Linked DNA regions of Canis lupus: all the other regions are linked to region 1. Evidence: chromatin contacts called from public Hi-C data. All regions are on one chromosome and are shown on one strand. Each heading gives the region's core, a stretch centred on a gene start, on an enhancer-like site or on the middle of the called end of the contact. The rest is flanking DNA. Distances are from core to core; before and after follow the strand shown. Region 1 has its middle 180 kb from the start of ADO. Region 2 has its middle 38 kb from the start of NRBF2. Region 3 overlaps LOC102152465 (a long non-coding RNA gene).

Region 1 (3,970 bases), core at 550-3,049:
TATGTTATTCCATTATGTATTTTTCTTTTCACTTTCTTGATTGTTCTTTGAAGAACAAAAGTTTTCATTGTGATGAATTGCAGTTTTTAAAATTTATTTTTCTCTGTTGTGCTTTTAGAAACCATTGCCTAAATCCAAGATCACAGAGACTAACTCTTAGGTTTTCTTCTAGGAGTTTTATAGTTTTAGCTCTTACGTCTAAGTCTATGATGCATTTTGAGTTCATTTTTATGTAAGTTGAGGTAGAGGTTCAACTTCATTCTTTTGCATGTGTGTATGCAGTTATCCAAGCACCATTTGTTGAAAGACTATTTTTTCTCCATTGAATTGTGTTGGTGTCTTTGTAAAAAATCAATTGACCTTAAATGTAAGAGTTTATTTCTGGACTCCCAATTGTATCCCTTTGACCTCTGTGTCTATTCCTTGCTAGTACCACTCTGTTTTGATTACTATAGTTTTGTAGTAGGTTTTAAAATTGGGAAATGTGGATCCACCAACTTCGTCCTTTTTCAACATTGACTATTCTCCATCTTTACCATTGATTTCGAAACAGTGGAGAGAGAAAAGGGCAAGGTTGGGCCCTATTTGGTTAGAAAATAGAAAATGTTGGCATCGAAAGCCAAAGGTGCATATGTGTGCTCATGCAAGAATTTTGGAGAAGCTTATTTTTGCTCTACAAAGGAAAATTCTCTAAGAAAATTTTTACTGATAATAGTCACTTTGATGTAGAATTTTATAGTTGTATTCCAGGAAATTATATATGAAAAGTCTTAATCATGAAGACCTTGAGGACATAGAATATACTAGTCTTCATCATTATCCCTGATTTACTGGGGTGCAAAAGGCCCTAAATGGGATAATCTAGGGGGAAATTATTTCATTCTTTTTGCAAACCTTTAACTGCTTTGTTCTAAAATCCCATTTTTAAAAGATTTTGTGTCCTTAATGTAGGGTGAACTTGGTAGTTAATTGGAACAAGATGAAATTATGCACAGCAGAAAATATTGGTACCTAGATTCCTAAATTCCTGAGTGCTAAATCAGGACATGTACACATTTGTCCCTTCACTGCTGAACAGAGTTAGAGAGCCTCTTGTGACCTTTTAAATGATACAATATTACTTGGTTTTCCTAATGATTACTCAGAGATGTGCCTAAAGGTGATTGCAAGGCACTGGGAACAAATAATATTGAGTAAGAGGGAAGGTTGCACCATGTGATAGAAATAATAAAGACAGGCTTTAGGATGAGACGGCAATGGATTTCAAACATGGATTTCTAACTGGCTTTGTGAACTTCAGAAAGATATTGAGCTTTAGTGTCATTATCTCTAAAAATTGGTAAATAGCTCTCACAGGATTGCTGGGCAGCTTAAGTGATTAGATGAGGCAACAGATGCATATATGCCTAGAAAAATACCTGTCATGGATCAGCCCTCAATCAGTCCACCTGTGGACCAATGATGAAGAAGACTACACAAATAATATGTTAACTGCATTGTTATGATATATTTGATATTTCTTCCCATGAAATCTTATTCTTTTCATTAAAAAAATCTGTCAAGTAGGATTCACAAAACATGATATTTTTATATCTTTCAGACAAATTTTCCTATAAATAAATGAATCATTTTTTAAAAGCCTCTTTTGTCAGAAAAATTGCCCTAATTCCTAGTTAGGAAAATCATATTCCTTAACACTTTGGGTCTAGGTGAATACCATGTATTCAACAATCAAGCTTCAAGTTCTCAAGAGGAAGTGAGACAACCAGAAAACAGGAAGTTAAATGTGTGCAAAAGTATGTTTTGGATGAGGATGTGGTCTCTGTGTCCAAGGTCACATCTATAGTAGAAAGCCATATAGTCCTGATTTTAAGTTATAGCTTCTATTGCACAAAGGAATCTGTTTTTCACTCACGTTGTTTCCTTGACAACAGTACCCTACACACAACAAGTGCTCAATAAATGTTTGTTGAATGAATGAATAAGTGAGTGAACCAAAGCAGGGATCATGTAGTCCAGTAGTTTTCAAACATATTTTTAGCTTTGGACTCTAAATATTTGGTGGATACCCAATAGAGCCTCTTTAGTCCATGAGATAGACTGAAGGGCTTGCACCCCAGGGTCTTCTAGATTCTGGACAGCATAGCTAGGAGCTATCCTTGTCAAACTTCTCATTTCAGAGAAGGGAGCAATAAGGGCCCAAGAGGATTAGAAATTGCCAACTGCTTCACAGTGGAGGCTAAATGTTCATTCTCAATCTTGGGAATCCCTGTGCCAGTGGGGGAAAGGGCACATTCCACTGGGTGTTTGCATCACTGGGAGGGCATGTGGATACCCTGGGGCCATCCAGGTGGCCTTACAGAGGATCTGGTATCAGTTGCTTATCCAATATTCAGAAGTGCGACTCATTCTATGGTGCAATAAAAGGCTTCAAGCTGTGTCAGTGGGGGCTCTCTGACAGCAAGTCTCTACTTTGGGGCTATAACTGTATGACATTCCAGCTCTCCACACAGAAAGGAAATTGGTCGGCAATGTACACATCCTAAAATTTTCTCTAAAAGAAAGGGAATATGGATTTTGGGGGAACCACTTGTGTCCAATGAGTGGATGAGAATTTAGGAGGTGAATTTGGATTTGGTGACACTAGAATCCTTCCAGATCAAATATTTTATGAGCATCTAGTCAATAATATTAATTAGTTCTAAGCGTGGAAGAGATATCTCAACCTGTGTTTTGTGTCTTGGGTCTTCATATTTGTCCAAGTCACACCCTGTTTTTCCCTCCATCTTCTCACCCCTCCTCCTCCACTCTTGCTCCTTAGACGCAGCAGAAGGTTTGCATCACAGAGGCCCTGGAGCCCAGCCACTTCCCATCTCCGCCATCTGGTCAGCAACAGGCCAACCCACCCATGGGCTATAGCTCAGAATCTGCCCCTTCCAGATCACCTCCCTCTGCAGCTTCAGTTCTCCTCCCTCTTATTTTCCATCATGATGGAGATGGAGAAAAAGAGGCAATCAGCTTCCCTTGTAGGAAGGCATTACAAACTCACAGAGATGAGATTAATGTGTGATTTAATACTAGCCACCAAACCATTTTTCAACTGCACAGTCCCGGATAATATATGATCTCTTAATGGGCACTCAACAGCAACAATGACAATGACGACGACAACAACGACGACAAACGTTTGAAGACATCCAAAATATACCTGGCCGAGTTCCACCACGCTGGCAGGTGCTCAGGGGAGTTTGGGGGCTGTGTGCCCAGAGTCCCTGCTGTTTTTCCAGTTGGCCTAAAGAGGGAGCCGTTTCTTTAGAATGCCTGAGCAAAGGGCCTGCCCAGAGCCTGGGGGTTTGCAGGACCACAGCAGCTGGGGCTCTTAATAAACTTCATGTATCATTAAACAAACCCGTTACACTGTCATGATCGTTTTTTTTTAAATTGTGTCCACTAAACAGACAAGAGTTCTAAGAGTCAGGAGACCTGTAATCCTGTCCCACCTGCCTCAAGGTCCTAACCAGGTGGTGTTGGGTATGTTCTGTTACCGCTCAGGCTCAGTGTCCTCATAAGTAAGGTGGGCACAGGGGCACAAGCTCCATCAGCTTTGTGGGGTGGGTAAGAAGATTGCTTGGAAAGGGTGTCAGGTTAAAATTAAGGATGTGAGCCCTAGAGGCTGAAATACCAGTTTTGAACCAATTACTAGCCACAGGGCTTTGGCCAGGTTTCTCACCTCTCCACCTCTGAAATTTTTGATATGTAAATTTGTAAATCTAATTTGCACTAAACACTTAGGACTGTTGTAAGGAATAGATGAAAAATATGCACCATGAATTAAATAGGACCAGTACATCGTAAGCTCTTAATGAATGATAGATTTAGAAAATATAGGTATTGAAACGTAAATGTTTTCAAACCCTGTCACATTGTACACAGGTGAGGTGATGATTTGGTTTTGTTATCCCACAAATTT
Region 2 (3,970 bases), core at 654-3,153, 470 kb after region 1:
CCTCTGCCTGTGTCTCTGCCTCTTTCTCTGTGTCTCTCATGAATAAATAAAATATTTTTAAAAATTATAAAGTAGCTAGTGTAGCCTTCATGGAAGAAGCAAGGTTGGCGAAATGGCTTTCTTGGTAGAGAACAGCGTGAACAAAAGTATGGAGTTCAGAAATGGGAAAGAGGAACTGTAAGCTTGCTCAGAATCAAATCATGGCAACACACAGGAGGAAATTGGGTGGAGGCCCATGTGGATTGTCCTTTCATTTTTTAAAAGTGAGGGGGTCAGAATCAGGTCCTGGTCTTGAGTGGAAAATATTTGGAATATGTTCTCAAAGTTAGGATTGCTTACTCAGCAGCCAAAAGGATCTCAGAAGCTGGGGTCAGTTTTTGTTTTCCTTAGCATGCTTCTCTGTTGTAGATGTTACATTGGAAAAAGAAGGTAGAGTACTCGGTATGACGAAGAGATAAAAGTGAAGGAATCAGGGATACAAATGGGAGTATCTTTAAGGTTACCAAACAGCCCAAGATGTTCAAAGGATACAAGACGGATTAGATGATGGGGAGTAGGGGCAGCACTGAGGGAACAAAGCCTCATGACGGGTTCCCAAAGGTAAAGGATACTTTTTCTTTTTTTGTATTTATTTATTCATGAAAGACAGAGAGGCAGAGACACAGGCAGAGGGCGAAGCAGGCTCCATGCAGGGAACCCGACGTGGGGACGTGGGACCCGATCCCGGGTCTCCAGGATCGCCCTGGGCCAAAGGTGGTGCTAAACCGCTAGGCCACCCCGGCTGCCCAAAGGATACTTTCTAAAACAAGGAAAGGGAGGTTGTAGCCTGGAAAAGGGGCTCTTGGTTTGAGGAACCAGACAACTTTTAGGCCTATGCTCCTTTGAAGCCGATCCCCCAAAGAAAAATTCTGCTGAGGGTATTATGAAGTCCTCGAGCCTCTGTTGGCACCAGTAGATCTTCTGTTGGCTTTAGATCAGATAATTCGCTATTCTTATGAGGAAATGGCTGTTCAGGGAGGGGCCTGGCTATTTGAAACAGATGTTAACCTCTGCCCCCTTTAGTTTCAGGGTTAAAACTAAACCATGGAGGGAGCAAGAAATTGAGTGGGACAAGGGTCACAGACCCCTTTTCATCTCTAGGTAGGTTTCATTTACTTAAATACCCAACACTTGGGATAATGTAAGTTAAGTTCTAGAGTGGCCTTTATTCCATAAAGTAGGAAGACGGTGGAGTAGGAGGACCCTACATGCAGCTTGTCCCACAGGTACAACTAGATAACCCAGCAGAGTAAATACCCCAGAAAATGACCCAAAGACAGGCAGAACAGACTTCACAGCTGAAGGTAGGGAAGAGGGCAGGTGGGGTGGAGGTGTGGCTGAAAGTGAGGGGGACCCGTGGGATTGTCCACAGAGGGAGGGAACTGTGGGTGCAGAGAGGAGGGACCCTCACAACAGCACCCCAGGCACTGGAACCCTCGGGGAGGATAAATCCCCAAAACTGGCTTTGAAAACCAGAAGGGCATAAATAATCCTCTGAGTTCTTACAGTCTGCAGGGCTTAAACCTATAGCTATCAGTGGGCTCAGCTCTGGGAGACCCAGGAGGGCGAGAGGAAACCGAGTCCCCATCCTTAGCCCTGCAGAGACACAGCCTAGAAGCAGCAATTTGAGAACCTCTGGGGCATATGGGAGGGAGGTTTGTTCACTGACCTCAGAGTGCACGCTGGGAAGGCAGGGATCATTGGGAGACACCCCCGGGAACCGAGGAGCTGGTGGGCGCCATTCCCCTGCCCTGCCACTAGTGCAGACACCTGCAGGAACCAGCGCTGGACCAACACTCACTACCCAACTCGCTAACAGCACACCCTGTCCCCAGATGCCCTTTTGGACATGCCCCTCCAGCCAGGCCTCCACTCCGGGTCCCCTCCCCAAGCACACCTGTGCAGACCTTGCTAACACCGTCCACCTGGCCCCTGCATTCTGTAGACCTTACCTCTCCAGCATGCCATTGGCCAGAGCCAATTCAAAGAGGAGCCACAAGCCTTGCATGGGCCAAGCAGTCCCAACAGGGACTAGCACCACTCCCAAGTGACTCCTGCCCTGGGCAGAGGGTAAGATAACCACACACACTAGTCTGGCTGTAGCCCCAGCAGTGGGCTGGAGGCAAACAACGGGTCTGACTACAGGCCCCACCCACCAACAGAAGTTTCTCGGGGCAACGCAGGAAAAGCACTCTGCAGTTTGGTGCTACTGCAACTCTGGCAAACAGCTGGTCTGACTCACGGCCAAGGTGTCCTCAGACTGGCTACCCCATAGGGACCAAACACTGCCCACAATGGACAGAGAGTCACTGTAGATGACTGAAGGAAAAAACAATTTAGTCACAACTGTAGGGTGCACGAAACCCCCTTGAAGCCTCAGGTTCTGGTTAACAGGGGACCCTGCACTGCAGAGCACTACAGGACCCCTTCTTCATAAGGCCACTACTTTCAAGAGCAGGAGACATAGCTGACTTTCCTAGGAAACAGAGAAATGTACCAAATGAAAGAACAGGACAAAATCACAGCAAGACACTTAAGTGAAATGGAGGTACGTAATCTATATGCCTGATAGAGAATTTAAAGTAATGGTCATAAAGATATTCACTGGACTTGAGGAAAGACTGAAGGACATCAGTGAGACCCTTAACAAGGCAATAGAAAACATAAAAAAGAACCGATCAGAGATGAAGAACTCAATAACTGAAATTAAAACTACACTAGGTGGAATAGATTAGAATATACAGAAGAACGGATAAATGGCCTGCAGGATAGAGTAATGGAAAGCAACCAAGTTGTAAAGGAGAGAGAAAAAAATATATATATATGAAAAAAATGGAAATGGACTTAGGTAACTCAGTGACACCATCAAGCATGATTATAAGCCGTGTTATAGGGATACCAGAAAGAGGAGAGAGAGAAAAGGGACCAGAAAATTTATTTGAAGAAATGATGAAAACTTCCCAAGTCTGGGAAAAGAAACAGACATCCATATCCAGGAGGCACAGAGAGCCCACCCCCACCAAAATCAACCTAAGGAGTCCACACTAACACACATAATTAAAATGGCAAGTAATTAAAATGGCAAAAAGTAGTGATAAGGAGAGAATCTTAAAAGAAGCAAAAACAAAACAAAACAAACAAACAAAAAACACCCAGTTACATAGAAGAGAAAGCCCATAAAGCTATCAGCTGACTTTTCAGCAGAAACTTTACAGCCAGAAAAGAGTGATATGATACATTAAAAATGTTGAAAAGCAACAGAACTACAGCCAACAATTCTCTACCCAGCAAGGCTAACATTCAGAATAGAAGGAGAAGGAGGGATAGAGCTCCCCAGACAAAAGTTAAAGGAATCAATGACCGCCAAACCAGCCCTACAAGAAATGTTAATAGGGGCTCTTTGAGTGGAAAAGAAGACCATAGGTAGGAGTAAGGAGAGAGCATGAAAGCAGCAAAATTATACCTATAAAAACAGTCAAGGGGACGCTTGGGTGGCTCAGTGATTGAGCGTCTGCCTTTGGCTCAGGGCGTGATCCCGGAGTCTAGGCATCGAGTCCCACATCAGGTTCCCTGCATGGAACCTGCTTCTCCCTCTGCTTGTGTCTCTGCCTTCTCTCTCGCTGTGTCTCTCATGAATAAATGAATACAATCTTTTAAAAAAAACAAAACAGTCAAGGGATTCGCAAAATAAAAGGATATAAAGCGTGACACCATATACTTGAAACATGATGGGGAGAGGAATAAAGAATGGGTTTAAACATAGGTGACCATCAACTTAATCTAGACTGCTTTATGCAGAAGATGTTATATATGAACCTCATGTTATATATGAAATCAAAAACCAATAACAGATGTGCAAAAAATAAATTAAAAAATCCCCTATATCACTAAAGAAAGCCAGCAAACTGAGAGAAGAGTAAGAAAGGGACAG
Region 3 (3,970 bases), core at 553-3,052, 400 kb after region 1:
CTATCATGTTTCAGAGAATACACTTTGACTTGTGGCATATCTGAATTCACTAATATTGGCTCGTGTACTAGCCAGAGCTGTTATATTGGGTCCCCATCTATTTTATTTCTAAAATACATTTAGCTTGTTTATAAATCTGTAATTGCATCTTCGCAACAACTTAAACTTTTAATGAGTTGAAGCCAGAGCCTAGAGGTTTAAAACATTTATTTATTTATTTATTTATTTATTTATTTATTTATTTAGCAACGTATGTCCTAATAAGTACAAATAGACAGCCACCCATCTGTGAGTTCTGCCCAATGTGATGGGAAAGAAAGAACTGTCAGGCACTCCAGCACATAGGGGAATCCCTTTTGTTTAAGAAATGCTTCTTCAAAGGAATTGGCATCCCTGCCTCCCTTTGAGGGTGTCGCTGTGTGGGAGGCTCTGTCGGTCTCCCTACAATGACAAAGCTGAGGAGCCTGTCTTGGGTTGGTGCTTCCCTCAAAATGCACAGTCTGGGCAAAAAATACAGACACAAAGCATGCACAGAGAAGAAATCAGGGCCGAGCAGAGTGTGGGCTGAAGAATCCTGCCTCCTAAGGAGGTGACAGTCAAACGACGCTGGCTCATCATGTGTGTCAAAGGCAGTGCAAGGCAGGTAAATAGCAAGTAAGCATTTCCCACCCACTCACAAATTCCATGCTGGAAACGCTGGTTTTGCAGGAGCCTCTTTCCACTATTGGGTCCATTCACATCCAAGCTCTTTTTAAGAAGGAAACAAACAAGCCGCTAATACGTCAGGCACTAGTTCAGAATGTTTTCAATAGTAACCACAGGAAATCTGCAACTTTCCCCTCTCGTGCTCTAGCATTTAATCCCTTCAACTTGCCTTGTTTTGTTTGCCGTGAAATGAGATGAAGAGTCAATTTTCCGATAGTAAGTACAGAATCAATATATAAGGGCAGTGACTACAAATATCTATTCTCAGAAAGCTTCACTGAGCAGGAACTCACTTGCACAGAACATGAGTTCCCCTTTGACGAGCTCTACTTTTATTGTCCACCATGGCTGGATTCAACATACAGAACTAAAATAGTCTCCTTTAGACAAAGTATGAAGGTATATAAAATCCCACAAATAAATGGATTCGATGAAGCAATATCAAATAAAGACTATAAATATCAAACTGAAGAATTTATATGAAACAGCATAGATTTCAAGTGCTAGAGAATTGAGGAAAGGAACCAAAAACTGGAGAAACCATTTGAATGAGTAAACAATAAGGAAAAGCTGATATGATCTTTGTATATGTATTGCTTTCTAACTTATCTTTATAATGCAAATCATACTTCCACTGAGTAAAGAATGTACCTAGATTTGACAAATGGTTTATCAACCCATGCCACTTAAAATGCTTTCAAATAACTGATGTCTGCGTCAGTCAACAATATCTCTATCCGTATCACCCAGATCTTATGACCAATGGGAAAATCTAACTTTGCCTGTGTAGGCTCCTATTTCAGAGACTGCTACTTCTTATCACAGTAAAACAAAATAGTAAATGGTATTCTCCTTCTCTTCCAACTGCCCAAGGAGCAATAACTGCGTTTTTGTGGAATCCAATTATGCTCTAGAGATTTGGATTGTCTTTGCAGGAGGGAGGGGAAGAGTGAAGACTAGTGATATAATTAAATAAAACAAATTGTGGTTTGTCTGGGGTTTTGGTCTACATCCTGCCAGGAAGTGAGTGAAGAAGTCATTGGCAGGTACTGCACTCTGGAAGAGAGCTTTTTTGCAGCCGGGTAGATCAGCGCAGTGCCAGCCAGCCTTATGTGTAGGAAGAAGGGCAACCACCTACGTAGCACCATTTGACGTGTACAACAAGGCCCTCCTGGCCATAAAATAGCTCTCACACTAGCATGCACAGCCCAATATTCTCTTCAACCAATCAGTACTGGCTAAGTATAAGACTTGTATGAACACTTTTTGTACACCCAGTGATTGCTGAGCACAAAGCAAATATGAGGCATCATCCCTGACTTCAAGACCTGACAGATCAGAGACACAAAACTAGGGTAGGTGAGAATATCAAATACGTTAAAACAATGTGTAATTAAAATTGTGCGATACACTGTCAAGTGCTACAAAACTAAGAGAAGGGAGAAAAAAAATAGAGCAGTCATGGAGCTTTTGAATGAGTGAACGAAGAGAGGAGTAAGATCTAGGATAACAGCATGGATCAGAAGAAAAGACGGGAGATCCAAAAAGCATAATGGCACAGGGACAGAGGTGAAGGGGGACCTTCTTAGGAAAATGAGACATGTCTGATTAAAAGTGTGCATCAAAGGCACTGATGGAGAGTAACTGAATAGATGGAGCAGGATCAGATGTCAGGAGGACCCCTATCTGATCTCTAATCTCCATCTTTATGAAGTTTTTTCCCTTTTGTAAAGACTAAGAAATGAAACCTCTACCCCAGTTACACTTTATATCATCATCCTGTTTATTTCCTAAGATTTACCACAGACTTTCATTATCTTGTTTTTAATTCATTTACTTTTGTACTTACTTATTTACTACCCATTGTCCATCTCCTGCCTGGCACTCATATAATGAGTGAATGAATGAATGAATGAATGAATGAAACTGTCCCTACAAGACACTTGGTAGAGCCAGGAAGGTTATCTTTAGCTCTCTTTCATTATCTCAAACTCACTGAGTATTTTGTTTCTCTTGAAGGCAGATGGAGCCCTGTCCTGAAGGATCCAAAGCAAAACTTTCTTTGGATCTTCAGTATCGAGTCAAGTCTCTAAATTTTAAGAATGAAGGGATGCCATACTGGGGAATGCTATCCATCAGTCCTGGTTTAGAAGTGAATCGGTACCTGAAGAGTGAAAGGAAGAAGAGACATTGGAAAAACAGGAAAGAGTTAAATTAGGGAAGTAAGGGGAAAGGAGTTGTGTGCACAGAAAGGAAGTGCCCATCCAAAGAAGAGAACATTTCTAGGACCTACGTGATACTGAGTTTGGAACTGGTCAAATCAGAATTGCAGTGACTGATGTCTCCTTGCAACATGGAGAGTAGCTAGAGAACCAGAGGGGTTTTAAGAACAGAAAGGTCCAAAGACTGGAGTAGTTACAGATGAGAGTCTAGAGGAGAATTCCCTGGGAAGGGAATATCACTCCAGGAATGTCTGCATTTTAATTAGACAATTGCAAAACCAACTCAGTAATTGGAATGTTTCACTCTTTATTCACAGGACAGCAGAATCTTAGAAGCTGAAAGGGTACTGGGGACACTTTCAATCAGCTATCAGGCTTCAGCGAGGTTGTTCCCACAGTATTCTAAACTGAAAGTAGTCTATTCTCATTTTAAAAATGCAAAGAGGAAGTCATTTTCAATAATGATACAGTCTCAAAAAAAAAAAATGATACAGTCTCTTCTTTTCAAGAAATTGTTCTACGACCCAATCCCAAAAAGGCAGCTAGACTGAGATGCAGGCCTGTCTGAGTACGGTTCTAAAACTGAGACCAGGGGCAGCCTGGGTGGTTCAGCAGTTTAGTGCTGCCTTCAGCCCAGGGTGTGATTCTGGAGATCCAGAATCGAGTCCCACGTCAGGCTCCCTCCATGGAGCCTGCTTCTCCCCCTGCCTGTGTCTCTGCCTCTCTCTCTCTCTCTGTCTCTCATGAATGAATGAATAAATAAAATCTTTAAAAAATAATAAAATAAAAAAATAAAACTGAGACCAGAAGCAGTGAGCTTCATTCTTGTAACTGGTACTTCCAAGTATCATCTCTCACCATGGTTGCTGGCTTACTTCTTGCCTCAGTCTCCTTTTGTCCTCTTCCTGTCCCACATCATAAAAGAAAACATACTGGAGAATAATGAGTCACATGGGATGGGAAACTTACACTCCATCCCACCCTGTGTAGTACAGGGCAGCAGGCTACTCTGCCTTTCTCTCTAATTCAGAGCATTTGTCTTG

Evidence for each region. Hi-C and Micro-C count contacts between places; a contact is called where the count stands out from the background.
Region 2: a Hi-C map of blood shows a contact between it and region 1, with 2.5 times the contacts expected there. The contact joins two enhancer-like sites. A contact is called at or near these places in 3 of 9 Hi-C or Micro-C datasets (amygdala, blood and skin fibroblasts).
Region 3: a Hi-C map of blood shows a contact between it and region 1, with 4 times the contacts expected there. The contact joins two enhancer-like sites. A contact is called at or near these places in 5 of 9 Hi-C or Micro-C datasets (amygdala, blood, liver and 1 more).

The regions. Positions count from the first base shown.
Region 1 is chr4:15,248,857-15,252,826 of UU_Cfam_GSD_1.0, forward strand. No RefSeq gene overlaps it. Among named protein-coding and RNA genes, the nearest start is that of ADO, 180 kb to the right of the region's middle. Within about 2 kb of position 1,800, at least 3 of the 20 cell types and tissues checked have an H3K27ac peak or open chromatin away from gene starts, as enhancers often do. A contact at or near this core is called in blood, where this site is marked.
Region 2 is chr4:15,721,413-15,725,382 of UU_Cfam_GSD_1.0, forward strand. No RefSeq gene overlaps it. Among named protein-coding and RNA genes, the nearest start is that of NRBF2, 38 kb to the left of the region's middle. Within about 2 kb of position 1,904, at least 2 of the 20 cell types and tissues checked have an H3K27ac peak or open chromatin away from gene starts, as enhancers often do.
Region 3 is chr4:15,647,284-15,651,253 of UU_Cfam_GSD_1.0, forward strand. The region is part of intron 4 of LOC102152465 (a long non-coding RNA gene); the gene reads right to left. Among named protein-coding and RNA genes, the nearest start is that of NRBF2, 36 kb to the right of the region's middle. Within about 2 kb of position 1,803, at least 2 of the 20 cell types and tissues checked have an H3K27ac peak or open chromatin away from gene starts, as enhancers often do. A contact at or near this core is called in blood, where this site is marked.